4 separate regions of the Mus musculus genome follow, and all the other regions are linked to region 2. The links are chromatin contacts, called in public Hi-C and promoter capture Hi-C maps. All regions are on one chromosome and are shown on one strand. Each heading gives the region's core, a stretch centred on a gene start, on an enhancer-like site or on the middle of the called end of the contact. The rest is flanking DNA. Distances are from core to core; before and after follow the strand shown. Region 1 overlaps Gpc5 (glypican 5). Region 2 holds the start of Gpc5 (glypican 5). Region 3 overlaps 4930524C18Rik (RIKEN cDNA 4930524C18 gene). Region 4 holds the start of 1700100I10Rik (RIKEN cDNA 1700100I10 gene).

Region 1 (6,068 bases), core at 1,908-4,407, 160 kb after region 2:
TGCCACTGATTGTTTACAGCAGTGATTGTCAAACCCAGCTGGGTATCTGTGTTCTGCAGATGCATGTTGCCAGGAGTCTTTGTAAACGATGGATCAAAACTCTGGGAAAGATGCTGGGACTGGAGCTTGCTGGGCAGCAGGAAAAGGCCCTTAGCTCAATTTCCAGTACCTCCCTCCAGTCTTGGGTGGGATTGCCATAGAATCGGCTTTACTTGGGGTCTCTCTAAAATCATTCTTAAGTCCTGGATATAGACTAAAAGGAAAGTTGTGTTTACCAAAATTTATATTTAACTATTATGAAAGTTTTCTACCACACCTCTGAATACAAATTTGGTCCACCCTAAAGATTGACTTCCTTCCTTCCTTCCTTCCTTCCTTCCTTCCTTCCTTCCTTCCTTCCTTCCTTCCTTTATGTCATTAATGAACTAATGAACTTGTGGATGCTCAAACCAAAAAAAAAATCTGTTTCATTTTTATTTTTCTGTCTTGGAAATATGCCTCACAAATTATAGTATAAGATGATCAAATTTGTAAGTATAATCACACTTACCGATGTGGATGGAATGAAAACCCCATGTGCAAGGAATGCGTTTGTTCTGTGAATATAAAGCTTATTGTTAATTGATACTTGAAAGTCTGATATTACCATTTGAAGATAGGGTACAGAGAAAAAGTAGCTATAAGAAGCGTTTGTAACTGGATAATAGGGAAATTGAGATGAAGAGACCCATATGAGAAAATACCCATGAGCTAACACAGAATCAATTCTGTAAAGAGAATACACTGTTTTATTTGCATGTTAAACTTACCCACTAGTGGAAAACTTTTACTGACTGGCTGTAGGATGCTTAACTCTATAGCCTACAGCTTTTGTTCCTCCATAATGTTAATTAGCCACTTCTTAAAAAGTTCCTTCATTTGCTGATTTGGATGAAATAAAAGTGTATGAGACCAATTTGGTGGCTACAAAATGAGAGTGGCGACTTTTTCCATTATTAATAATTTGAATAATAGGGCTATTTTCTTTAATGGTATACTTAATAAGTAGCTATACATTTGAAAAGCTATTTTTATACCATATCAATTATAGTTTTAATTCCTTCCATTGCCACATCATTTTTAGTGCCAAATAGGGTTCAAAATGAATAAAGGAAACGGCAAATAACAGAAAGTATTAGAGAAGATCATTTTATATGTCAATAATCCAATAGTTTAGGCATAATTTCTTTAACATAAAAACTAATGACATATAATTATCCAAGAGGTAATCAGTAGAAATGTCCTGAATTTTCTCATTCAAAAAAATATAGGATGAAGGGTATTTGGAAATGATGGCAGTGGTCGAGGGGGCTTTCAGAGTAACACTGGTCAAATGGTACAAACTTTCAGAGGGAGAGGAGGGATAAATTAAAAAGAGGCATTGCACACCAACAGCATAACTATGTATGGTGTTCTTTAAAGCTGAAAAGTGGACTATGTGTTCTAATTCCATAAGGATCATGCCATGCAGTATTTCCCTTAATTATCTCAGTGTAGAATTCTACCAGGCATTTCTTGATACACTGTATAACACAACAAATATAATCCAGTTTTACCTAAGGAAATTAGTATTAACTAAAAATAAGATGTAGACACTATGAGAAATCATAGGTAGGGAAAAATAAGACAAATCTAAAGAAATAAAGCTATTTAAACAGAGTTGGGTCATTCTGTGTCAGTGAGCATTTCTAGCATACAAGAGCACCATGTCAGCATATTGGAGAAGACTTCAGGTTCACAGGTGTGCTGCAACAAGAGGGAGCACAGCCTGTTTCAGACAGAGGACTTAGCAGCATCTGGCTGATGTTGCACCTGTGGGTGGCAGGTGTGTGTTACTGGAGTCTGCTGAGTGACACCATGGTGCAGCAGGGCACCTTCCAGAAACATGTGACAAAGGTAAACAGCCGCATCAGAGCACTCTATCAGGAGAAAGCTCCTGGTGCCTCCTCTCTGGCTACACTCAACTGGAAGCCACAGTGAAAAATGTTGTCAATATATTACATTTATATATTACTCTTCATGTTGTGCTCTCTGCATTCTTCAGGTTCAGGTGAAAGCTTAACAACATGAAGCCCCTGGTCCATCTGCATTTTCATTGTTTTTGCGTGTGAAAAGACATATTTATACATGCCTCCTTTTGGATAGATTCTTTATTCAACCTGTTCTTCATTCATTATTCATTTTGGGGGGGAGTAGAGAGACTCCCCTTAGGTATGTGTTTTCTTTAAAAGAATGTAAGTAGATGCTTGCATTTTTTCCCTCTGGGTACTTTATGGATCCTTCTACTATAAGTAACTAAAGGATTGGATGAAGTTGGATTCCTTTTAGCCACATCACTGTCAGGTGGTGGTGGTGGTGGTGGTGTGTGTCTGTTCACGTGTGTGTATGTGTGTGTGTATGTATGTGTGTTTGTGTGTGTGTGCATGTATGTGTATATGTATGTGCATGTGTGTGTGTACTTGTGTATGAATGTACCTGTATATGTATATGCATATGTGTGTACATGTATATGTGTGTACATACAAACACACACATATATGTACACATGTATACACATACATACAGACATACATACATACATACATACATACATACACATATACACATACACACTCATATCTGACCTCCATCTGTGATATTAGTGAACCTGCCCAAGAGCTGCCTCCTAATAAACCTGCCTTTATCTGCTTTTAATCTGTTCTAATATAGCCCCTATCTGTGTCACCAAGGGGGAGAAAAAGCCCGTTAGTGAATTTTACTCAATTTGGAAATGTGGTTTAATATTTGTTTATTGAAACAGTGAACGTTGATTTGCGCTCATCTAGGTACGTTATGCACAAGTCCCAGTGAGTTGACTCCCCCAACAGTGCTCTCTCAGTCAGTATGTCTTGACCTTGTTGGAATGGAGTTCACTCTTAGAAGAAAATGCTGTAGGACTTATGCCTTCTCTTGGATGAGCAGCCAGCATGATGTTCTGCACCGCTAGATTTCACGGTGGTTACACATGCATTCTGGGTAACTGGCTTTTCATTTAGTGCAAACTGTAGTCCTTCCTCTTGTCTCATGGCATCAGACAGCTCCAGGTCATGTGTGTCTCCTTGCCGTGTGAGGTCTTTTGTCGTGAGAGTTATCAGACAGGACAGAGGATGCTGCTATGTTTGCTGTGGTCTTCCACTTCTCAGGGTGTGGCTACGGGTTTCCTGCAAAGCTGTTGGTTTGTGGTGGGAACACTTGTGTTGTTCTCCTTCCTTCTGCAGAAATTTCTGATACATGTGATCTACATGCCAACATACTAGTGATATATGTGGTAGTGTAAAATATGCTTACAAAATCCTTGACGTTCCATTTAATGGATGGACTCTTGATTTCTCTCCTGTTGGGTTTGAACTACACTAGGAACTTGCTTTAATAAGCAGGTAAGTCAGAAGTGGTAGCGTGTGGCTTTTGTGGAAAGGCACTAGGGCACCTGCTTCTCTCAACTCGGCAGTTGTCTGGGGTAACTCAGTGGCTCTGATGTATGGATGCTCAAACACTCCTTTAAAAGACACCATGTGGCAAGTGGTTGAAACCTGCTGTCCATAGTAGCTGGATTTAGAGGCTACCATCTATTCTGTGAGCCTTCTTGCAGGCAGATTCTTGAGCATATGCCAAGAAGGAAAAGACAGCCTAGGCCAAAGCCTTAACTGAACCTTTAAGAAATCCTGAGCCTGGCCACATAGCCTATCTGTTCTCATGTGCTTTGCTCACAAAAACTAAGATTGTAACCATTTTTGTTTTTATACGAGTAGCTTCTTGGATGTCTCTCATGCAGAGCTGCTTATATAGCACACTGTTTACATTTTAAAATTCCATACTCACTGTTTCTCTTGTCACTTCAAATCTCTCTGACATATGGAAGTCTTATTACTAATATCTGAAAATCTCCCCGAAAGAAATTTTGCTGTGTTCCCAAAGCTGGAAGTCTGTATTTTACAGTGGTGATTTTCTTCTTCCTGTTACCTATTTTAATTTCCTTCAGATTTACTTCTAGGAAAGTTTTTACTTTATAAGACTTTTAATATTATTTATATGGTTTTACTGCATCTTTAGTCTTTTTCAAACCTTACTTTTAATGACAGTTCTTAAATGCCTTAGCTTCCCTTGTAGCCCACCATCCATCAGAGGGAGTGGGAAAGAAAAGATACAGGGGAAATAGACCTGTTCAGAAAGGTTCTTTGGAGCAACTCCCATCTGTGTTGTCTGGAAATCGTCAGTTCAGTTCACAGGTTAGCAGGCAGTGGCAGCTCGAACCACTTGAAAGTACTTCAGAGATGCACCAGCAGTCCAGTTTGGTAGAGTCAATAGAGATAGCAACAGCTAACAGACGTGATCTAGCAGAGAGAGCCAAGCCTCAGCCTCAGCTTGAGTCAGCAGGAAACACCTGGAGGGACACCAGGAGAAGTTCCCTCGACCGTGCCTCTCTCAGGGAAGTGGAGATCAATGAGACTCAAGACCCACAATTATTGCACAACTAGCTGTACCAGCAAGCCAAGCTCTGTCTCCATCACTCTATGGGGTCCTATTCCCTGCAAACATCACATGTCCTCCACTTGCCTGGCCTCAGCATGGGCATCCAATCAGCCTGAGTCTGTAGAAGGGGTAAGAAACTGCATCACAGCACCCTAAGATTTTTGGAACTCTATGGAGTTCTCAACAAATGCAGCTCAACTACGTAACATAAGGCAGGCCAATGCATGTGTACTGTTAGCAAAGAACCTCTCACCACATGACCTTTCATGTGCTTGCTTTAGGAGAACATCCTCTCTCCTGTGTCTGCTTCAGTGAAATGTTCCTTCACTTGTTTGCCCCAGTAAAACACCATCCAACTGACTTTCCAAAGAACCTTTAAAGTTTCCACCTCACTTCACATTTTAATCTTTGAGGTTTATTTTAAAATATTTCTGATGTATAGTTAATGGATCTTAGCTTCGAAAGAAATTTCACTTTTCAAAGCAAAGTTGAAAAGTGTTACATTATGCCCTGCAGTTAATCTGAATCTCCAGGCACTCTCTGGTGATTGTTACACAGTGTTACCCAGTGTCTCCTTTAGAGGTTCCCTCTGCTGAGTGCCAGCATTGTATACCCGCTGGGACTGGGACTGGGACTGTAAGGTCCTCTGGGCTGCTAAGTGTTTGCTCCTTCTCACTAGAGCTTGAACCCTCTTCTTTATCTCCTCACACGGATCTCCATCACTGGATTTCATTGCAGCTCCTGTTCACTCACACCTGCACTTGTGTGAGTGCTATATATTTACTGACACTAATTACTCCCACACGTGTGCTCCCTGCTCCCAGTTGTGTCTGGGCACAGAATGGTGTCTGAGTTATTGCTCAGTTTGCCATCTATTACCTGCCCAAGATAGAAGGCTGTGTTGGTTCTATGTGATACACTCCTGCATTCTGTGCACTACTTGTTTAAGCTCTTGCAATGGAGGGTTTGCGTTATGATATTGTTTTTTAATGTGAAATGTCTCCAACAACTTTATAATTACTGTTTCTGAATGTTTTTATACTCTTATTGCTGGACCCTACCTTCATATCAGTTAAGAGTTCTAGAATTTTATTGAGCATTGCTATTTTAATGAATATATTCGTATCATAATTAAATTTAATGTTAAGATGTTCTCTTAAAACTTCTTTCAATCAAACTAGTTAACATTATATTATTCCCTTTTCTTGAATGTGGTTTTGAATATTACAGGAAGTTCTTCTATCTGAGATGCAGCCAGAGGTCTGGTCCCTGACAGATATGAGGGGTACGTTAGGTTCGATCAGCTCATGCTGAGTTTAATTAAGAACTCTCTAACCTGCACAATGCTGCCTGAAGGCATCCAAAAACTGGCTTGATAAGACAGAATTGTTGGACCACAGTCCAGGAAAAATAAGTCCCAGGATGGTGATATTGGCTTAGAGAGTCTTCTGTCCAAGAGGCAGCTGAGGAGCTGAAACAAGAGTGGGAAATTATAATATGAAGAGGGGATGCAACTTGGA
Region 2 (5,764 bases), core at 3,148-5,647:
GTATGCTTGCAAACAGGTATCCAGCAAGGCTGTCCTCTGGGAGGCTTCATCCAGCATCTGACTCAGATAGATGCAGAGACCTACATCCAAACAGTGGATGGAACTTTGGGGACCCTTTTGGAAGAGTTAGGGGAAGGATTAAGGGCCGTGAAGGGGATAGGAACTCTACAAGAAGACCAACAGAGTCCACTAACCTGGACCCTTTGGGCTCTCTGAGACTGAACTACCAACCACAGAGCATACCTGGGCTGGGTATAGGCCTCCTGCTCATATGTAGCAGATGTGCAGCTCAGTCTTCATGTGGGTCAAGTACAACTGGAGTGGAGGCTATAACAAAAGCTATTGCTGGCCTTTGGGATATATTCTTCTAGCTGGGCTGCCTTAGCTGGTCTCAGTGGGAGAGGATGTGCCTAGAACCATGAGATCTGATGTACCAGAGTACGGGAAGACAGGAATTGGGGGCTCTACCCTCTCAGAGGTGAAAGGAAGGAGTTACAGGAAGAGGAAATGATGGAAGTGGCAGTGATCAGGATGTAAAGTGAATAAATAAAATAATAAAAAAGAATCCCAATGAGAAATAAAATAAAATAATTGGTCCAAGTGATAATGGATCAATCACTCAACAGGAATATTTTTCTTCCTGGGTGAGGGACCACTTCTGGAAATACCATGAGAACTTATGCTAAGCTTTGGGGACTTGTATGGCTTAAATATGATAAGAATGTCGTTATAATTCTCATCCCTGGAAGATTAATGAGAGTAGGCGTTGGGAGGACACATTGCTGTGGCCATCTCTAAGGAAGTGCGGTACTGTTGGTCCACAGCTAGACACTTGTTAGGACCCAGGGATGTCATAGGAAAGAGGTACATCTGGCTTTTCACAGAGGATAACAAGCACCAGGCTTCTGCTCATGTATGAGGCGAGTACAAAGAACTACAAGTTCACTGTCTAGCTCAGCAGCAGCAGCAGCAGCAGCAGGAGCAGCAGCAGCAGCAGCAGCAGAATGCTGTTGATAAGGGACACAGAAGTTATTCTGACTGGCTTGGCTTGTATTTGGGTTGCAGTCACACTTGTGTTTTTTTAGAAAATTGCTTAATCTTTCTTTTAATCTCTTCTCTGCTTCTTTCTCATCTCTTTCCCTTCCCTTCCCTCCCCTCCCCTCCCCTCGGCTCCCCCCCCCCTTCCCCTCTTCCCACCCCTTCCCTTCCTTCATTTCATTTTTGGTTTGTAGAGTAATAACTACTGTCACAGACTTGTTGAAATGTTTGTTTCAGGAGATAATAACTGTAAGCCCTTAATCAGTGTTAACTGTTACTATTTCTTGGGTACAGAGGCTACCCTAACCTGATTCTGAGCATGCTTTAGTTTCTGTTTGTCTGTTTTGATTGTTTTTGCATGTTTTAGTTTTCTCTATGCCGCTGTTATAAAATGTCTGACAAAGGCAACTAAGGGAAGGAAGGGCTTATTTGGCTCACAATTCTAGGTTATAATCCATTCTAGCAGGCAGGTCAAGGCCGGAACTTAAAGCCACAGCCAAGAGTAGAGAGAGAATAAACATGGGGACACTTGCTTGCTGCTCAGTACCTAGCTGGCTTGCTCTACTCTTGCAGGATCTCCTGCCTAGGGAACAGTGATGCCCACAATGGCCTGGGCTAATTAACAATCAGGACTAGCAATCTCAAGTGTACCTAGAGGCCAATCAGATCTGGACAGTTTCTCAATTATGACTTCTGCTTCTGCTGGTTTTATGTCGTCTCATGTTAACAGTTAAAATTTCCCAGTACAGAGTATGGGCTATTGAGTAGTACACTATGTCCTAAAGACATATTCAGGCCAATCTGCAATCATTACACCAATACCACATTGCTCTTACACTGCTGGCAATTCTTTATCTTTCTTTACAAGGTCTTGTGTTGACAAACCATAAACTGTTATTGAGAAATGCTAGGGAAGCCCCACATTTAGAAGATGATTAAGGTGCATTTTAAATGACGGCCCTTTCAAGGTTTTCCTATCTGAGGGTATTGATATTTGAAATCAAAGCACAGTGTCTGTAACACAAAAGACATCCAATAACTGCACATGGAGTAGCTTTAAAAAATGAGGCATTATACATATCAAAGTATTGAAACTCTCCCTTGCTTCATTTATAGAATCTATGAGTAAACTGAGCCAAAGACTAGTTCCAGTCCAGTGTGTGCGGACGGTCCTAAGAATGTCTCCATAAAAGCCACAGTGGTACCTTACTCTGCTTGGAAGACAGGAACTTGTTTTCAATATTCTCAGCTCAGAAACCGAGTGATTTGTTTGTCTGGCATAAGAATATTGTGAGAAAAATCATCCTTCTAAGCCAACTGTTATCTCATTCATTGTGGCAATCAGAGGGCATAAAGGTATCAGCAAAATATGCCATTTATTTATAAATGTGGACAATTTATACAGGACAAGTATACTTATTTTTCTAGTTAAGACCTACTCAGTTTCCATGTATGCTGTCCCACATGTTTTGTTGAAAGGAAGTATGAAGCACTGAGAACTTGCTTGTAGCTTTCTTTAAGCCTAGTTAAGCTTAACAGACCTCTTTATATCATACTGTCCGATCAATATTTGCTATGCAAACCATCAGTATTTATGATTTTGTTCTAGAGAAAGTGCTTTACAGACTGCAGTTAAAGGGATCAGGCTGGATAGTGAATCCTTATAGTTATAGTGGTCTATGATAGCCAGCTCTAACATGGAGAGATTCTGGTGAGAATAAGGATGTTTGGGGAAAAATTAGAAGTTAACTTTATACTAATATATGTGGGAGTCTAGAAGATATATATGTACATATTTTCTAATTTTAAAAAGTCCGATGGACTAATTAAAGTCTTTAGTCTTACTCCATGTAGCTGAGTCAGCATCTAAGTGAAACATGAAATGGCTAAGGAAATCTTGTCCTGGATTTTGACATTTTGATTTGACTCCTGGTTCCCGCTGCCTGTGGCCTTGGGAAACCCATCTTACATGTCTGTCCCTATCTACTTACTTGAAAAATAGTACTGGTGATAACAAGTGTATAGGGTGATTGTAACGACCGAATGAAGGGAAATCCATACAGCACTTGGAATACTGCTTAGCACTTAAGGATTTTATAGATGAGCGTGGCTGCTCTTGTTTATTCCTATGGATATAGCTGACCTCCAAGAAGCCTTTCTTGATGGTGCATCAGAGCTGAAGAGTCATGAATGTTCCTTTATTTTTCTAGGATACATATGTAAAACCTTGCTTGAAGGCCTAGAATTTAAAGTGTCTAATGATTTCTATTCTTGCTTACTAAGAAAACTTCTAAGAAAATAATTTGTAGTATTCGGGGAATGATGTCAAAAGCCAAGTGGGTAATATTTCACTCTGAAACAGCATCCCAGCCATGGCAAGATCTCTTTCTGAAAGTGCTGCCTTTGATATCAAATGGCCATTAGAAAACCCCAGGACACTTAGCTAAGACTGGAAATTATTCATCTCGAGTCTTGGCAAGGGTGCAGCTTAAGATGAAATTCTCTTAAAGTGGTTAAGATATTTAGAGTCCCTTCTGCTAATGCTGTTAAAGAGCTTCTTGGTGCTGAGAAGTACTCTCTTCAGGTGGCTATGACCCGGATCATGTCACTCATTTAGGCTTAACTGCAGGCTGCCTTTTGCTTCCTGGTTTCTCATGCCTAACTTGACAAACTTTCCTTTTCAGCTTGTAATTGCCCAGTATTTTCGTTTCTCCTATTTTCCTGGGGAGAAGCTCCCTCGAGCACTTTTGTCTTAGTTACTCTCTGAGAAATATTAAAAACAAATTGTCAAAGGTGTCAAAGCTCAGAAAGGTATAAGACCAACGTGAACTATGATGTTAGAATAAACTGAACTTCAGCGAGATATAAAGAATGTGATAACTTCCCATTGAGACTCTGAGCTCTAAATTCTTTCAGAAGAATCATGTTACAGAAAAATCCTCCTAGCACTAAAAGCATAAAACGCTTAACATTAAAAAAAATAAAAGCATAAAGAATTTGAAACGTAAGTGCTACTAGGTCGCTCAAAACCCTGCTTTTGCCATTCGCACTTGCCAAGGTCCAGTTCATGAAATTTGGATACAGATTCCTATGCATAGAGGACCTTGATTTGTAGAGAAATGTTTCATCTTATTTCCAACTCATGTTTCTTATCTCCTGCCTTCTCTGATCCTCTTTATACATACTTTCGTTTCAGCGGTTGAATGCTTTCCGAAATCAACCCGGAGGAAGAAGGCTAGTTTCCTTCCATTAATTTGACTCTTCTGTGAGGTCGCAAGCCCGGCGCTTGCTGTGCTCCGCAGGATCTGGGCTTGGGCGGAGCCGGCGGACTGCTGGGGGTGTGGCTAGGGGCGTGGCCTGTTCGCGGGGTTGGCGAACCGGGCTCTGGAGCTCCGCAGGCTGGCACAGCCTAGGTTAGTGGCTGCGAGCTGAGCCTTAGGCGGCTGCAGCGATACCGGCCAGTGCCGGATGCTTGCCGTGTCTCGCTTCTCCCCGGCTCGTGTTCGGCTTGCGCAGCGCCCACCCGCCCTGGTCCGGGAGGGACCCGGGCGATGCTAAGCATGAGAAGTGCAGCGTCTCAGCCTCAGGGCTTCAGGGGAGAAAGCGGAGCTCTTGCAGGTGAAGCCGCGGTCCCTTCGCGGTCTTCCCGTGGCCGCCTGCGCATCGAACCCTTGCCAGATTCCGCCACGCATCTTCCTCCCGCGCTGCCGATGCTGGGTGCTCTGGAGAGTGAGGACCACAGCGGGGAGGGCGCGACCCGAACACCGAGGATGGATGCCCGCACCTGGCGTCTGGGCTGGCGCTGTCTCCTTCTCCTGGCTCTCCTTGGATCTACCCGAAGCGAGGGCGTGGAGAGCTGCGAAGAAGTTCGGAAACTTTTCCAGTGGCGGCTTGGGGGAGCTGTCAAAGGGCTGCCGGAGGCGCCGCGGGCAGGTAAGAGCCGCTGGTTGGCTCCGCACTGTGCGGGGCTCCAGCCGGGGACCTCTTGGGCTTGCGACCACGGTCTCTGGGGCATCCATCCATTCAGAGATGGTCCTTGGTGAGACGACGACCTTTCGGGTTCTCCGGCCCCAGTAGGTGAACCGGGGTGAGGCCTGTGGGAATGCTTGGTGTGCTCACGAGAGTAGGGCAGCTTCAAGGTGGGCTCCTTAACTGTATCTGGGGTTCCTTGGAGCTCTGAAGCATTTTTTTTCATGCCGGTGCCCTCTTGCTCTCCAGGGAGGTGCTTGAAGAACTAATCAAGGGTGGTTTGTTACTGCTCCAGGATCTATTTGTTCCCACAGGAAACATCACCAGGGGTCCTGGTTTTACTCTCACAACCTCAGAGGGATTGTGTTGGTTGCCGCAAGTTTGATGGTAAACTAACAAACCTTCTTATATCCTTGTGCTGACCAAGGTGCCAATGCTGTTTTTAATGAGCGCTCGACCCAGTTCACTCAGAGACGACCTTTAGTTGCCCCTCTGCACCTTGGCACCAAGCCTTCCTACAGAAATCCGAGTCTCTTAGTGTGTCCCAGCCCCACAAAGTAGTTTCGAGCTTGCAAAGCGATAGGGCAACAGGCAATCAAGCTCTGCGTTTGGGGGCACCAGGAAACTCACAGTCTATACAATTAATATGGCAGCTAGAGACCATGCGTACTATAAGACCCCTTTGCCTGCATTCATCTCCTGTGCTCTAGCCTACACTCAAATTCTTAGCTGCTGGTGGGAGAACAAGTACACGTTC
Region 3 (6,502 bases), core at 2,426-4,925, 230 kb before region 2:
CTTCACATTCTCCTCCTTTGGCTCCACTGCATAATCTCCAGGGTTTGCTTTCCCCCAATTACACACCCCAGTTAGGCATATTGGTTTTATTATTATTATTATTAAAGATTTTGAGTTGAGAATCCCTTTCCTAGCCCCTAAATATGTAATCAAAGTTGTTATATTGAAAAGGATTATTGCAGTTACGTGTTTAGGTAGTGGCAAGTTATCCAAAGTCACCTAGACTGTTGCACCTCATGAAGTATCAGCCTCAGTCAGAATATTATTACAGCCATGTAGACAGAGAATATACCCGTATATGGCATGTAACTGCACATAGTGTGGAACACTTTCTAGCATCCCATGGCATGTTACCCATATGTATCCAGTTAGGCATATCGTTCAATACACTTTTTTCAAGCGTTACCATTACTGGCAACCATCACTCTGTGACAGTGACCTCCAATGCTAAGAAAGCAAATGCCTGCAAAGCAGGAGTTACGCACCCTTGTAAGTTCCTTCACACATATAATCTGATTCATGGAAATGGAGGCAGAGAATGCATGTGCGAAGGGGACCTAGTTAGGAAGTTGAAAAGTCAGAGTTTGAGTCCAGATCACCATGCATCGAAGTCTGGGTGCTGAACCTCCACTTGCATTTAGCACTGAGGTATGTGGCTGCAAGTGTGGGTTTGATGGGTAACAGCACTTTCTGATTCTGAAAATACAGTAAGCCACCTTGGATCCAGTTGAATGCAGCCCCCCTAGAAATGTCCAAATCAGTGACAGTATCCACTCTGGGCAGGCAGATAACATGAGCAAAGAGGGTGAGCAATGTTGAGGGGCTGATCGACCCAGCTGCTGAGAAAAAAGCTCGTGGGAAAGAAGTGTTTCAAGCCATACTGTAAAGGGAGGTTGACAGAGTATGTGGAATGTGAACACAATTCAACAAACAGGTTTTGCTCTTAAGCCTTTCACTAATGGGGTTTCCAATACTGTTTTCTCTAAGAAAATTGATAGGGTTTGGGGATTTGGGGGTTTTTTTAGCGTTTTTGTTTTATTATTTTTTATAACACCAAAATTTCGAAGAATATCAGTCATTAGGCAGTAATGACCTGTCAGGCCTCTTGCACACGGTCTTCCGATACCTTACCACTAGATGGCACTAGAACCAAAAATCAGCATTCCTAAAAGCGTCATTGTTCTTATTGTAGGATACATATGCATATATGTGTATATATGTATACACACACACATATATGTATACACATATGTGCATATATGTGTCTGTGCATATATGCATAGATGTATGTATATAGATATAAACACATATATTCTTGTCAGCTGCTGATCGCTGATTTTTCTGGGATATTTTTCCTTTCTTTAACAATTTCCAGCTTACGAAGTGCATGCAATGTTGTAAGGAAAAGCTTTGAGAACTCTTAAGGAGCAGGGAATTCTGTAGAGAACACTGACCACCACCTGCAAGTTGATACATCTGAATTTATTTGACCCCGATGACTCCAATAAAAGGGGGACACTCTTCTAATTCACAAAACAGGGAGGCTTCTCAGGCGAGTGATTAAATTACCTCCTTAACACTTAACTCTGGTTAGAATGTGGAACGGGGAAGCTTGAACCAAATGATTGCCTAATTCCTCAGCAAAGTAATGTGAGCGTCTACAGCGTTGCCCTCCTTCCTTCCCCAAACCTTTGTTTTCCCTGTTTTTCCTACAGAAGACCTTCCTCTGAATATGTCTTAATTCATAATTTAACTACTCTTTTCTTAACGTCACTGTTCTTTGTCTTTGACAACGGGAAGAATGCAAGTTCACAATTTGTTGGAAAATTGGTGTTCTAATAAATCTACCCAGAAAATCATCCCTGGGCCCTGGTAAATGTCTAGCGACACAAGCGTCCATCAATCAAGATTCCTTTGTTAAATGTCTGAGACAGAACAAAGCTTCCAGAGGCCTCCCTCCAACTGCAGGTAAGAGGCAAATGGACGGGTCCTCCCGCTAAATCCTTCCAACCTGAGGAAATCTGAGGAGGAAAGCAGTCAATCAGCGTGTCACAAAAGGACCATTGTTTAAACACAAATAAACCTGTGTTTAAATACCATAGTTCCAATTTCCTCAATAATGAAGGAAAGAGAAAAGACATGTGTACTCTCCTTACTTGTATTTATTTGGAATTTTTTGTGTTTCCCTTTCTTCGAACCTGCCACTTTTCAAACAGGCAACAGGAAATGGAGGTTAATAGAATGACAGGCTTATAGATCCAGATAAATAATTAATGGCCCGGAGTAATTAGCTGGAAGATGTTTAATCATTAATTTGTGTGAGTCATCAAAAGCAGTGGAGCCTATCCACAAAAATATCGTACTAATGAGAAGTAGATATATTTTGTCAAGATGGAAATTAATATATGATGAGAATAAGTACTTTGAAAAATTAAAATGTGGGACAAATTTATTTGACCCACTTTCACTGGCTAAGGAAAAACTTGGTCTGCCTTTTACCTAATGAAATGAAACCTGTATAAATTCCGTGAATGTCTGCATTAGCAGGATGTAAACCTGGGTAGGAAAATAAAGCAGTTGGCTAGTTGTGTCTTTCTTTAAGGAAATCTTGGAGGAAAAATAAATTGTAAGAACTGAAATACGTCATTATTGAGGTATCTGAGGGACAAGCTTGATTCTTTAGAGGATTTAAGATAGAGAGCAAAGTCCTTTAACATCATGCTAACTTACAATGTACTGGGTGCGTCTATGTGCTGTTTTCAATACAAATTTATTGCGGGTCCTAAATTATGCTTTCACGGGAAGGTTTGTCTTTAAACTTTTAGGTCGGAATTGTCCCGATCTTTTCACACTGAATCAATCAGGTTTAAAGCTGGCCAAATCTTTGGCAGCCTTGTAAATCTTTCAAAAGATGTTATCCAATTACCCTTCACGGGCCACAGGATCCTACGCCATGACCGGTTCCTTCTCCGGGAGGAATTAAGTGCTCATGAGGGGTTAGAAAGCAATGGAGCTGAAAGGCGAGGCTCTGTCCTTTGCCTCAGCCCCACGTGCTGTAGCTGTGCCATCTCCAGCCTCCAACCGTCATAAGGTTGCCACAGAAAATCTGACCTAAACAGTGGCCCTCACATCGTCAAGGTCTCTGTTGTCTTAAATCAGATAAAAGGGGAACGCAGTGCACTAGAATGATTTCTGTAAAGTCTCAGCATGAAGATGTGTCCCAAACGGGACCCACCAGTGGTGCCGGAGGCCTTGCTCTTTGTGGTTCTCCAAAACGCAGAACCAGAATTTTAGGCAAGTCCAGAAATGCACAGGAGACTGAAATGGGGGGTGGGGGGGGGGGGGATAAATGTTCTTTCTCAGTCCAGATTTTGATCTAAAAAAATGATTTTTATTTTTTCCATTTAAAAACACATATTAATCTCTGGTACTTCCTCCTCTTCCAGCATCAAATACAAATAAACGGCTGAGGACCCGTTCAGTTTCTATAAAAGTCTGTTTCCTGCCACTTGGTTTCAAGGGGAAAGATTGTCTTGGGCAGAATCGTTTTCAAGTAATTTTTCAAGGCCAACTGTGAACATGTGTAGAAGGGTTCTTTCACAGAAGTTAGAAAGCACTGCTGGCCCCTCTAATGTAAAATGTGAAGCAGAGGTTATGGGATTCCAGTTGCACCTTTGACCTCGTGGCCTCTGGAGTCAGTCACTCATTGTGATCTTTAACCTTTGGCAAATCATGACCCTCTCTGTTTCCCTCGATTTTTTTTTTTTCTTTTTTACTACCTACAACAAAAGGAACCCCAGCAGAAGTCACGTAAATGTTTGAAGTATTTTGTTTGCTGATTCTCAAGCCCAGAAAAAGGAAACTTTTAAACAACAGAAAAGAGAAATCATTCAGGGGGACCTTTCAGGCTTTGGTCTTTTAAGGTCCATCCAGTAGATTGCAGGGAGTCTCGGCACTGCAGGGTAAGCACTTGACCACATGTGTCAAAACATTTTACTTTCTTCGATTTAAAATGTGTTGTAGCAAGAGGTAGGAAAGTTGGAAGTTTTTTTTTTCTTTTTAATCGCACTTTCAACACTTTACACCCCTGCCATTACCCCCCCCCCGCCCCCGCAAGCAGCAATCAATGTGTCCCAGCTGCGAGCCCACCAGCCCTCCATCAAACCAGGGGCTGGGCTGATTGTCTCCACGGAAATGCAGTGATCTTATCAGCGGTGAGTCAAAGGTGAATCTGTGCAAACACTGAAGTAAAGCAGAGTGCTGGGCCAGCTCCCTTCCAGACAGGGGAGGCAGCCAACTCCAGCAGTAAACAAGCTGGAAACCCTGAGTCCCCAGGAATGAATCAGATTTAATTCTAAGTCCTAAGTCTCATTTAGTCTTGTCTCCTTAGCACCCGCTGCTGGTTGGTGACAAGCAATTGAATTTTAAGTGCTCACCTTCTTTTATTAAGTTGACTTCCTCTTTGGTGATTTCATATGCATGTCCTATGTATTTAGATCAAATTCACTCCCCCCTCCCCAGTTCCATTTTCCCTACAGTCCCATACCAACCTCATGGCCTCCTCTTCTTAAAAAGGAGCTTATCTTCTTAAAACACAATTTAGACCTCTGTCATCTGCTATCAGTCCTCAGATCTCACACTGAAAAGAAAAAAATGAAAACTGACACTTGGCACAAGTAAGGCCTCAGACAGACAGACACAAAGACAGGCAGACACATACATAATACATAACATACAATAAAACTATTTTTTTAGACAAATGATAGGATTAAAAAGAAACACATTATTAAATGTCTAGGTCTAGAGAGACAGAGAGGGGAGGGGAGGGGTGGGGAAGAGGAAGGGGGGGAAGGAAGGGGAGGGGGAGGGATGGAAGAGAAGGGAGGAGAGAGAGGGAAAAGGAAGGAGGAGGAAGGAGTGGAGAGGAAGTAATGAGAGGGGGAGGAGAGGAGAGGAGAGGAGAGGAGAGGAGAGGAGAGGAGAGGAGAGGAGAGGAGAGGAGAGGAGAGGAGAGGAGAGGAGAGGAAAGGAGGGGAGAGGAGAGGAGAGGAGAGGAGAGGAGAGGAGAGGAGAGGAGAGGAGAGGAGAGGAGAGGAGAGGAGGGGAGGGGAGGGGAGGGGAGAGGAGAGGAGAGGAGAGGAGAGATTAACCAAAGTGTAGAGTCTGGGGTTGCTGAGGAAGGAGGACTAAGAGTTTACCTCAAAGAACAACACAGGCTGGCCTGACCACGCAGTGCTCCCAGAGACTAGACCACCAATGAAGGAGTGTACCTGGAGAGATCCATAGCTCCAGATACATGTGTAGCAGAGAATGGTCTTGTCTGACAGCAAGGGAGGGAAGGCCCTTGGTCCCCGGGAGGTTTGATCCCCCAGCATCGGGGGATGCTGGAGCGGTGGGGTGGGAGAGGGTGGGTGGGTGGAGGAGCACCCTCATACAGGCAAAGGGGGGGAAGTAGGGCAGATGTGGGAAGGAGAGTTGGTGTAGGGGTAACCAGGAAGTGGGATATCATTTGAGATGTAAACGAATGGAATGATTAATAAAAATAAAATAAAATAGGAAAAAAAAAAGAGTTTACCTCAGCCAAATCTACTGAGTAAGACCCTTCCTCACAATAATACATCTTACATATGCATACATTCATACGTCTTACATACACACATACATACCAGGATTACAGCAGAGACTAAAGTAAGTACCTTTTCAGCAGGATGAGCATAGCTAGACTCTTTTGAATCATAATAATCGAAAGCTTGTCCGCTTAAGTAATATCTGCCTGGTTACTTGTTACCCAGAGAGCATGAAGATGTTTATATATTCAAAAGTGGTTGTACAAGTTTGCACTCCCACCTGCAATGAGAAAGTGCTCCCGTGCTCCACATCCCCCTGCAATGAATGAAGAAGTGCTCCCCGTGCTCCATGTCCTCCCAGCATGTGCTCTCACTTGAATTTTTGATCTTAGCCATTGTGACAGATATAAGATGGAATCACAGAGTTGTTTTGATGCTTGAATCTCACTTGAAAGGGGAAATAGATAAAATAGATATTGGAGGTGGATGGGGGAGGGAACAGGGGAGAAGAGGGGTGGAGAAAAGAACTGGGGTGAGGATAGGTGTGGGGAAGTGGGCCAGGAGAAGGTGGAGAAAGGGATTGGAAATTGTATCTGTAGGAGGATCCACAGACCTAGAACAGGGGTGGCTCCTATGAGGAGTCTATGAGGGTGCCCCTAGCTGATACTCCCAGGAACCAGACATTTGGAGACTGAAGTAGACACCTTCTGTAGCCAAGTGGGACTTCTAAGTAGAGTGAGAGGGACACCAACCCAACCATAAAACTTTTAACATAAAGTTTGTCCTGCCTACTAGCTACGTGAAGGAATAGATAGAGCAGAGATTGATGTAATGGCCAACCAATGCCTGGCCCAACATGAGACTCATCCTATGAGAAAAAACCAACCCCTGACACAATTAATGATATTCTGCTATACTTGCAAACAGGAGTCTAG
Region 4 (6,248 bases), core at 2,771-5,270, 150 kb before region 2:
GAAAATTAAGGACAAACTGTTTAAACGAAGTCATCATTTATATATATATATTTACATCAGCACTGAGCTTAAACGATTCCAGAAATATATGTCTAAATTAATAATAATTACTAATATAATTCAAAAATCTACCGGAAATCCTTTAAATAGAAAATTACATTATTAAACAAAAGGGTGACTTAAGAATCTTCAATATAATTCTTAAAAAATACAAAGAAGGTAAGTAAGAAAGTGGCAAAAACGAAAAGCTGTCCTTGACCTGAGGAAAGACACCAACAAAACAAACCAGAGACAGAAAGGACAGTGACTAATGTCAACACATTCTCAGATGAAGCAACCTAATCATTAAGATAGCCATGACCATTCCTGCTATTGCAAAGCCAATAAAATAAATGCAATTGCTTCCCTATTCCTGCCTTACGTAGGAAGCATTTTAGATGAATTAAGGAATAAAATTTGTTACTTTTCCAAGTCTACATATCTTTACAACTTCAGAGTTTGAAAGATTTCTTAAAATACCAAACAGTCAGACAAAGAAATATGTTGACAAACTTAGTTCTTAAAATTTCAAACTGCTAAATTAACTCAAACAAATCAGTGGCCTTTCTGTACATAAAGGATAAACAGGCTGAGAAAGAAATTAGGGAAACAACACCCTTCTCAATAGTCACAAATAATATAAAATACCTTGGCGTGACTCTAACTAAGAAAGTGAAAAATCTGTATGACAAGAACTTCAAGTCTCTGAAGAAAGAAATTGAAAAAGATCTCAGAAGATGGAAAGATCTCCCATGCTCATGGATTGGCAGGATTTATATAGTAAAAATGGCTATTTTTCCAAAAGCAATCTACAGATTCAATGCAATCCCCATCAAAATGCCAACTCAATTCTTCACTGAATTAGAAAGGGCAATTTCCAAATTCATCTGAAATAACAAAAAAAAAAAAAAAAAAAAAACTATTCTCAACAATAAAAGAACCTCTGGTGGAATCACCATGCCTGACCTCAAGCTGTACTAAAGAGCAACTGTGATAAAAACTGCATGGTACTGGTACAGCGAAAGACAGGTAGATCAATGGAATAGAATTGAAGACCCAGAAATGAACCCACACAACTATGGTCACCTGATCTTTGACAAGGGAGCTAAAACCATCCAATGGGAAAAAAGACAGTATTTTCAACAAATGGTGCTGGCAGAACTGGCGGTTATCATGTAGAAGAATGTGAATTGATCCATTCTTATCTCCTTGTACAAAGATCAAGTCTAAGTGGATCAAAGAACGCCACATAAAACCAGAGACACTGAAATTTATAGAGGATAAAGTAGGGAAAACCCTTGAAGATATGGGCACAGGGGGAAAATTCCTGAATAGAACAGCAATGGCCTGTGCTGTAAGATCAAGAATCAACAAATGGGACCTCATAAAATTGCAAAGCTTCTGTAGGGCAAAAGACATAGTCAATAAGACAAAAAGACCACCAACATATATTGGGAAAGAATTTTTATCAATCCTAAATCTGATAGGGGACTAATATCATATATATATACAAAGAGCTCAAGAAGCTGAACTCCAGAATTTCAAATAGCCCCATTAAAAATGGGGTACAGAGCTAAACAAAGAATTCTCACCTAAGGAATACTGAATGGCCAAGAAGCACCTGAAAAAATGTTCAGCATCCTTAACCATCAGAGAAATGCAAATCAAAACATCCCTGAGATTCCATCTCACACCAGTCAGAATGGCTAAGATCAAAAATTCAGGTGACAGCAGATGCTGGCAAGGATGTGGAGAAAGAGGAACACTCCTCCATTGCTGGTGGGATTGCAAGCTGGTACAACCACTCTGGAAATCAGTCTGGCGGTTCCTCAGAAAACTGGACATAGTACTATCGGTAGTTCCATCAATTCCTCTCCTGGGCAGAAGATGTTCCAACTGGTAATAAGGACACATGCTCCACTATGTTCATAGCAGCCTTATCTATAATAGCCACAAGCTGGAAAGAACCCAGATGTACCTCAACAGAGGAATGGATACAGAAAATATGGTACATTTACACAATGGAGTACTACTCAGCTATTAAAAACAATGAATTTGTGAAATTCTTGGGCAAATGTATCTGGAGGATATCATCCTGAGTGAGGTAACCCAATCATGAAAGAAGTCACTTGATATGCACTCACTGATATGTGGATATTAGCCCAGAAACCTAGAATACCCAAGATACAACTTTCAAAACACAAGAAAATCAAGAAGGAAGACCAACGTGTGGATACTTCCTTCCTCCCTAGAATAGGGAATAAAATATCCATGGATGGAGTTGCAGAGACAAAGTTTGGAGCTAAGACGAAAGGATGGACCATCCAGTGACTGTCCTGCCTGGGGGTCCATCCCATAATCAGCCACCAAATACAGACACTATTGCATATGTCAGCAAGATTTTGCTGAAAGGACCCTGATATAGCTGTCTCCTGTGAGGCTAGGACAGTAGCTGGTAAATACAAAAGTGGATGCTCACAGTCATCTATAGGATGGAGCACAGGGCCCCCAATGGAGGAGCTAGAGAAAGTACCCAAGGAGCTAAAGGGATCTGCAACCCTATAAATGGAACAACAATATGAACTAATTAGTACCCCCAGAACTTGTGTCTCTAGCTGCATATGTAGCAGAAGATGGCCTAGTCGTCCAACATTGGGAAGAGAGGCCCCTTGGTCTAGCAAACTTTATATGCCCCAGTACAGGGGAAAGCCAGGGCCAAGAAGTGGGAATGAGTGAGTAGGGCAGCAGGGCAGGGGGAGGGTATAGGGGACTTTTGGGATAGCATTTGAAATGTAAATGAAGAAAATATCTAATAAAAAAATTTCAAACTGCTGCTCATTCAAAGATACTACAAACGTAATAATGATTATAAAATAAGAAAATATTATGGCAGTTGGTGGGGGCACCCACCTTTAATCTCAGCACTCAAAATGCAGTTGGATCTCTGTAAGTTCAAGGCCACCCTGAGTTCCAGGACATCCAGGGCTACAATGAGAGACCCTGTCTTAAAAAAAAAAAAAAAAAAAAAAAAAAAAAAAAAAAAAGGATCTATATGTATAAAGTACTTGTAGGGGGCTAGAGAGATGACTCAGCAGTTAAGAACACTGACCGCTCCTACAGAGGTCCTGAGTTCAATTCCCAGCAACCACATGGTGTCGAGGCTTTGGATGCCCTCTTTTGATGTATCTGAAGAGAGCGAAAGTTTACTCAGTTGTATTTGGTAGATGATGATGATAGATAGATAGATAGATAGATAGATAGATAGATAGATAGATGATACATAGATGATAGACAGATAGATGATAGATAGATAGATAGATAGATAGATAGATAGATAGATAGATAGATAGATAGATAGAGCTTAGAGATGTAAATACAAAGCATATTGAAAGACTGAAAGCTTGGACAAGGAAGTCCTTTCTGAAGTTTCACATACAATCATGGACGACAGCATGCCTTCTTGTATGTTCGCAAGGTCACCTGGTCTCTTCGTTTATTAAAACCTAGAAAGATTTGATTCAATTACCCAGGGCAGGAAGTGTAGAAATTGAACACTTTTCTGAACACAGTATGTCCATATTCTTGGGACTGGGGGCAGAGAGGCTTCCTGCATCCTCACGGCGTCTTTGACTATGCTTCAAGTTCATTACTGTGCCCGGTTCTGTGTATTTGTGTTCCTTCGGGTTGTCACTGCAGGGGCTACCCCACACCTAGAGAACAGGGCAGTGCTCTCAACAGTGTGAAATCAAGCCTCTGAGCTACGCAGCAAACGTTTGACTAGAGATTCCCACAGTCTCAACAGGGCGGCCCTCAGTCATGTGCTGACTGGGGGTAGTTATTCAGAAGGGCATGCTAACCTCTAACCATCAAAACAGCCACAATTTTCCATCCAATGGGCACTACACCATCTTCTCTGCTGCTTCCCGCTCATCCTCCCCTGCCCATGGACGCCCAGCAATTTCTTCTCCCTCTCAGTCACACCCTTCTCTCCCCATCCCCCCACCCCCAACGGCTCAACCAGTCACGTGCCTCAGTGCACGTTCTTCTAAACCACAGTTGATATAGAAATTACTGAGTCAGCTATTCACATATTTTTAACCCTGCTGTATTTGAAAGAAACATGAGAGATTCCAGGATTTGAAGTAAGTAGTGATTCTCAAAAAAACAAAACAAACAAACAAAAAAAAAACCCTCATATTTAAATATTGTCTTCCATCTATGATTTCCAATTAATCTGCCATATAAGTGACAAGATTTATTTTTAAGTCATAATACATTTTGTGTATATTACATATAATGTATTTTCTATCATTGAACTCTCCATTTTTAGGAACCAGTAGTTACCATATTAAAAAAAAATTAGGTTGATTTTTTTTTTTTTTTACTTTAAGCACATGTGTGAGCGTGTATATCTCTATTTCCCTTCGTTTCTCTCACTCTGAGTGGCTTCTTTAATGCCACCACCTGCTATTCTCCAGCAAACGGCTTGCTCGGCTCGCTCATAAAGTTGGGAAGTGGTGAGCAGCAGTGTGGTCTCCTGGGCCTGACTGTGATTGACAGGTTTCCTAAGCCACATCCTCTCCACATAACAGCGTCCCCTAGTTTTGTGACTTCCTCATCTCCAACCAACACTGAATAGTATTCTTAAGACAAATAGTAGTCCACTGATTAAAAAAGAAGAAGAAGCAGCTGCAAAATTCTTAGCATAAATTCAAAAGCATGAGCAGCGTGCCTCTTAGAATAGAGCACAGTCTTATGATAAAAGAGCAGGGTTTGACTCCAGACAATGACATTAAAATTGATATTCTCATTCATTCTGTATATAGCCTCTCTTTAAATAATTCTGCTGTCTTGCCTTAGGCTGCCATATTTAACACTCGGGAATCAACAGCTAGCAAACCTCCTATAGATCATGTTTCTTTCCACAGTTACCTAGAGCACTCACTCTCAAGCTTCCTTCACCACAGTGATGTTTACAAATGGTGACATGGGAAGTTGGTTGACAGCGCCAAACAAAATGGATTTCTCACTGTGAGATTTTAAAGCTTCCCATTACGTGATTGTACCACCATCCATGTCGTGAGAGACCAATAAGCACAGCCTAACAGGATCTCTGGGAGTTCCACCTGTCGAAACAAAGTATACTTCTCAGCCACCTCATTTCAATGCGGCCATTGTGTCCATAAACACAGATTTATGTAAAAGAACTAACTGAAATTCAGCGCCCCAGTTTGAAACACCTTAGTTCTCTAACTTAATCAGGAAGGATAAATGTTTGGGAATTGTCCCCTCCACCTTCTCCCCTCCAAGATACAAAGTTTCTGCTCTTGGCAGCAGAAAGGTAGATGGGAAGAGAAATAATGAATTTTAGTTACTTTTTCAAACAAGTTAACTTTGCTTGTCTCTTTTCTCAGCAGGCGTCTCATGCAGAAAAACAGCAGCTGGAGGCAGGAAACTACCTGTTCATCAAATCAGTACAACAATGTGTCTTTTCCAAGATCTTCACCTGAAATTACACGTAGCGCTGTCTCCATCTCTTCAAGAAGCAGTTGTCACTGATGTCTTTATCTTAAAAATAGCAACGAATTTACAAATAGATTCTGTAATTTAGAATTGAATTCTTTTTTATCTTTTTTTTAAAGGTATGATTGGTACTGGGAGTATAACCCCACGGTAGAGCACTTGCATACACATGCAATGAGGTACAAACTCAGCCCAGCAAAATAAATAAATAGAACTTTAAAATACGTCTGCTCTGAAAAGGCTGTCCACAAGATCACCCCTGTTAGAGTTTAAAAGGCAAAGGCCTTGTAGGTTGTTTCGGGGTTTTGTTTGTTTGTTTGTTTTTATTTTTGTTGGATATTTTATTTATTTACATTTCAAATGTTATCCCTTTTCCCGATTTCCCCTCTGCAAACCCCCTATCCCACCCACTCTCACTTCACCAGCCTGGCATTCGCCCGACTTTGGGGCATCAGACCTTCACAGGCCAAGGGCCAGGTTGTTTTGATTATTTGTTTTGTTTTGCTTCCTACCAGTAATTCCCCTGTCGTTGGACTGACTCCCTGAAAGTCCTGGTCAGGCCTGCTTACACAATACTTGTGGGTGAATCAACCTTACCATCTTTCTTCAAACTGACCAACCCTAAATTAGTGGAGAAAAACTCTTCCAGGATAAATAAACAACAACAACAACAACAAAAAAGGCCT

What was found. Promoter capture Hi-C pulls out the DNA fragments that hold promoters and counts their contacts. A called contact is a pair of places that touch in the nucleus more often than the background predicts.
Region 1: a Hi-C map of LSK cells shows a contact between it and region 2, with 1.8 times the contacts expected there. The contact joins the enhancer-like site here to the promoter of Gpc5 in region 2. A contact is called at or near these places in 3 of 39 promoter capture datasets (embryonic stem cells, hematopoietic stem and progenitor cells and pre-B cells), 2 of 484 Hi-C or Micro-C datasets (LSK cells and pre-megakaryocyte-erythroid progenitors) and 4 of 115 datasets of contacts at active chromatin or transcription factors (DN3 thymocytes, the SCID.adh cell line and embryonic stem cells).
Region 3: a contact with region 2 is called in a Hi-C map of liver, with 1.7 times the contacts expected there. The contact joins the enhancer-like site here to the promoter of Gpc5 in region 2. A contact is called at or near these places in 6 of 39 promoter capture datasets (the C10 cell line, the HPC-7 cell line, hippocampal neurons and 3 more) and 3 of 484 Hi-C or Micro-C datasets (liver, nephron progenitors and pre-B cells).
Region 4: a promoter capture Hi-C map of pre-B cells shows a contact between it and region 2. The contact joins the promoter of 1700100I10Rik here to the promoter of Gpc5 in region 2. A contact is called at or near these places in 2 of 39 promoter capture datasets (neutrophils and pre-B cells) and 1 of 484 Hi-C or Micro-C datasets (pre-B cells).

Annotation. Positions count from the first base shown.
Region 1 is chr14:115,247,549-115,253,616 of GRCm38.p6, forward strand. The region is part of intron 2 of Gpc5 (glypican 5); the gene reads left to right. Among named protein-coding and RNA genes, the nearest start is that of Gpc5, 160 kb to the left of the region's middle. Within about 2 kb of position 3,158, at least 28 of the 459 cell types and tissues checked have an H3K27ac peak or open chromatin away from gene starts, as enhancers often do. A contact at or near this core is called in DN3 thymocytes, LSK cells, the SCID.adh cell line and 1 more, where this site is marked.
Region 2 is chr14:115,087,818-115,093,581 of GRCm38.p6, forward strand. It overlaps Gpc5 (glypican 5), which reads left to right and starts at 4,398. Exons shown (of 8, transcript NM_175500.4): 1 at 4,398-4,971. The coding sequence starts at 4,809.
Region 3 is chr14:114,853,661-114,860,162 of GRCm38.p6, forward strand. 4930524C18Rik (RIKEN cDNA 4930524C18 gene) reads left to right here. Exons shown (of 6, transcript NR_045661.1): 4 at 1,376-1,968; 5 at 3,792-3,962. Among named protein-coding and RNA genes, the nearest start is that of Gm31003, 8.4 kb to the right of the region's middle. Within about 2 kb of position 3,676, at least 37 of the 459 cell types and tissues checked have an H3K27ac peak or open chromatin away from gene starts, as enhancers often do. A contact at or near this core is called in liver, where this site is marked.
Region 4 is chr14:114,941,928-114,948,175 of GRCm38.p6, forward strand. 1700100I10Rik (RIKEN cDNA 1700100I10 gene) reads right to left here and starts at 4,021. Exons shown (of 2, transcript NR_126551.1): 1 at 3,897-4,021. Gm31072 (predicted gene, 31072) reads left to right here and starts at 4,092. Exons shown (of 3, transcript NR_168699.1): 1 at 4,092-4,181; 2 at 5,454-5,681; 3 at 6,078-6,248.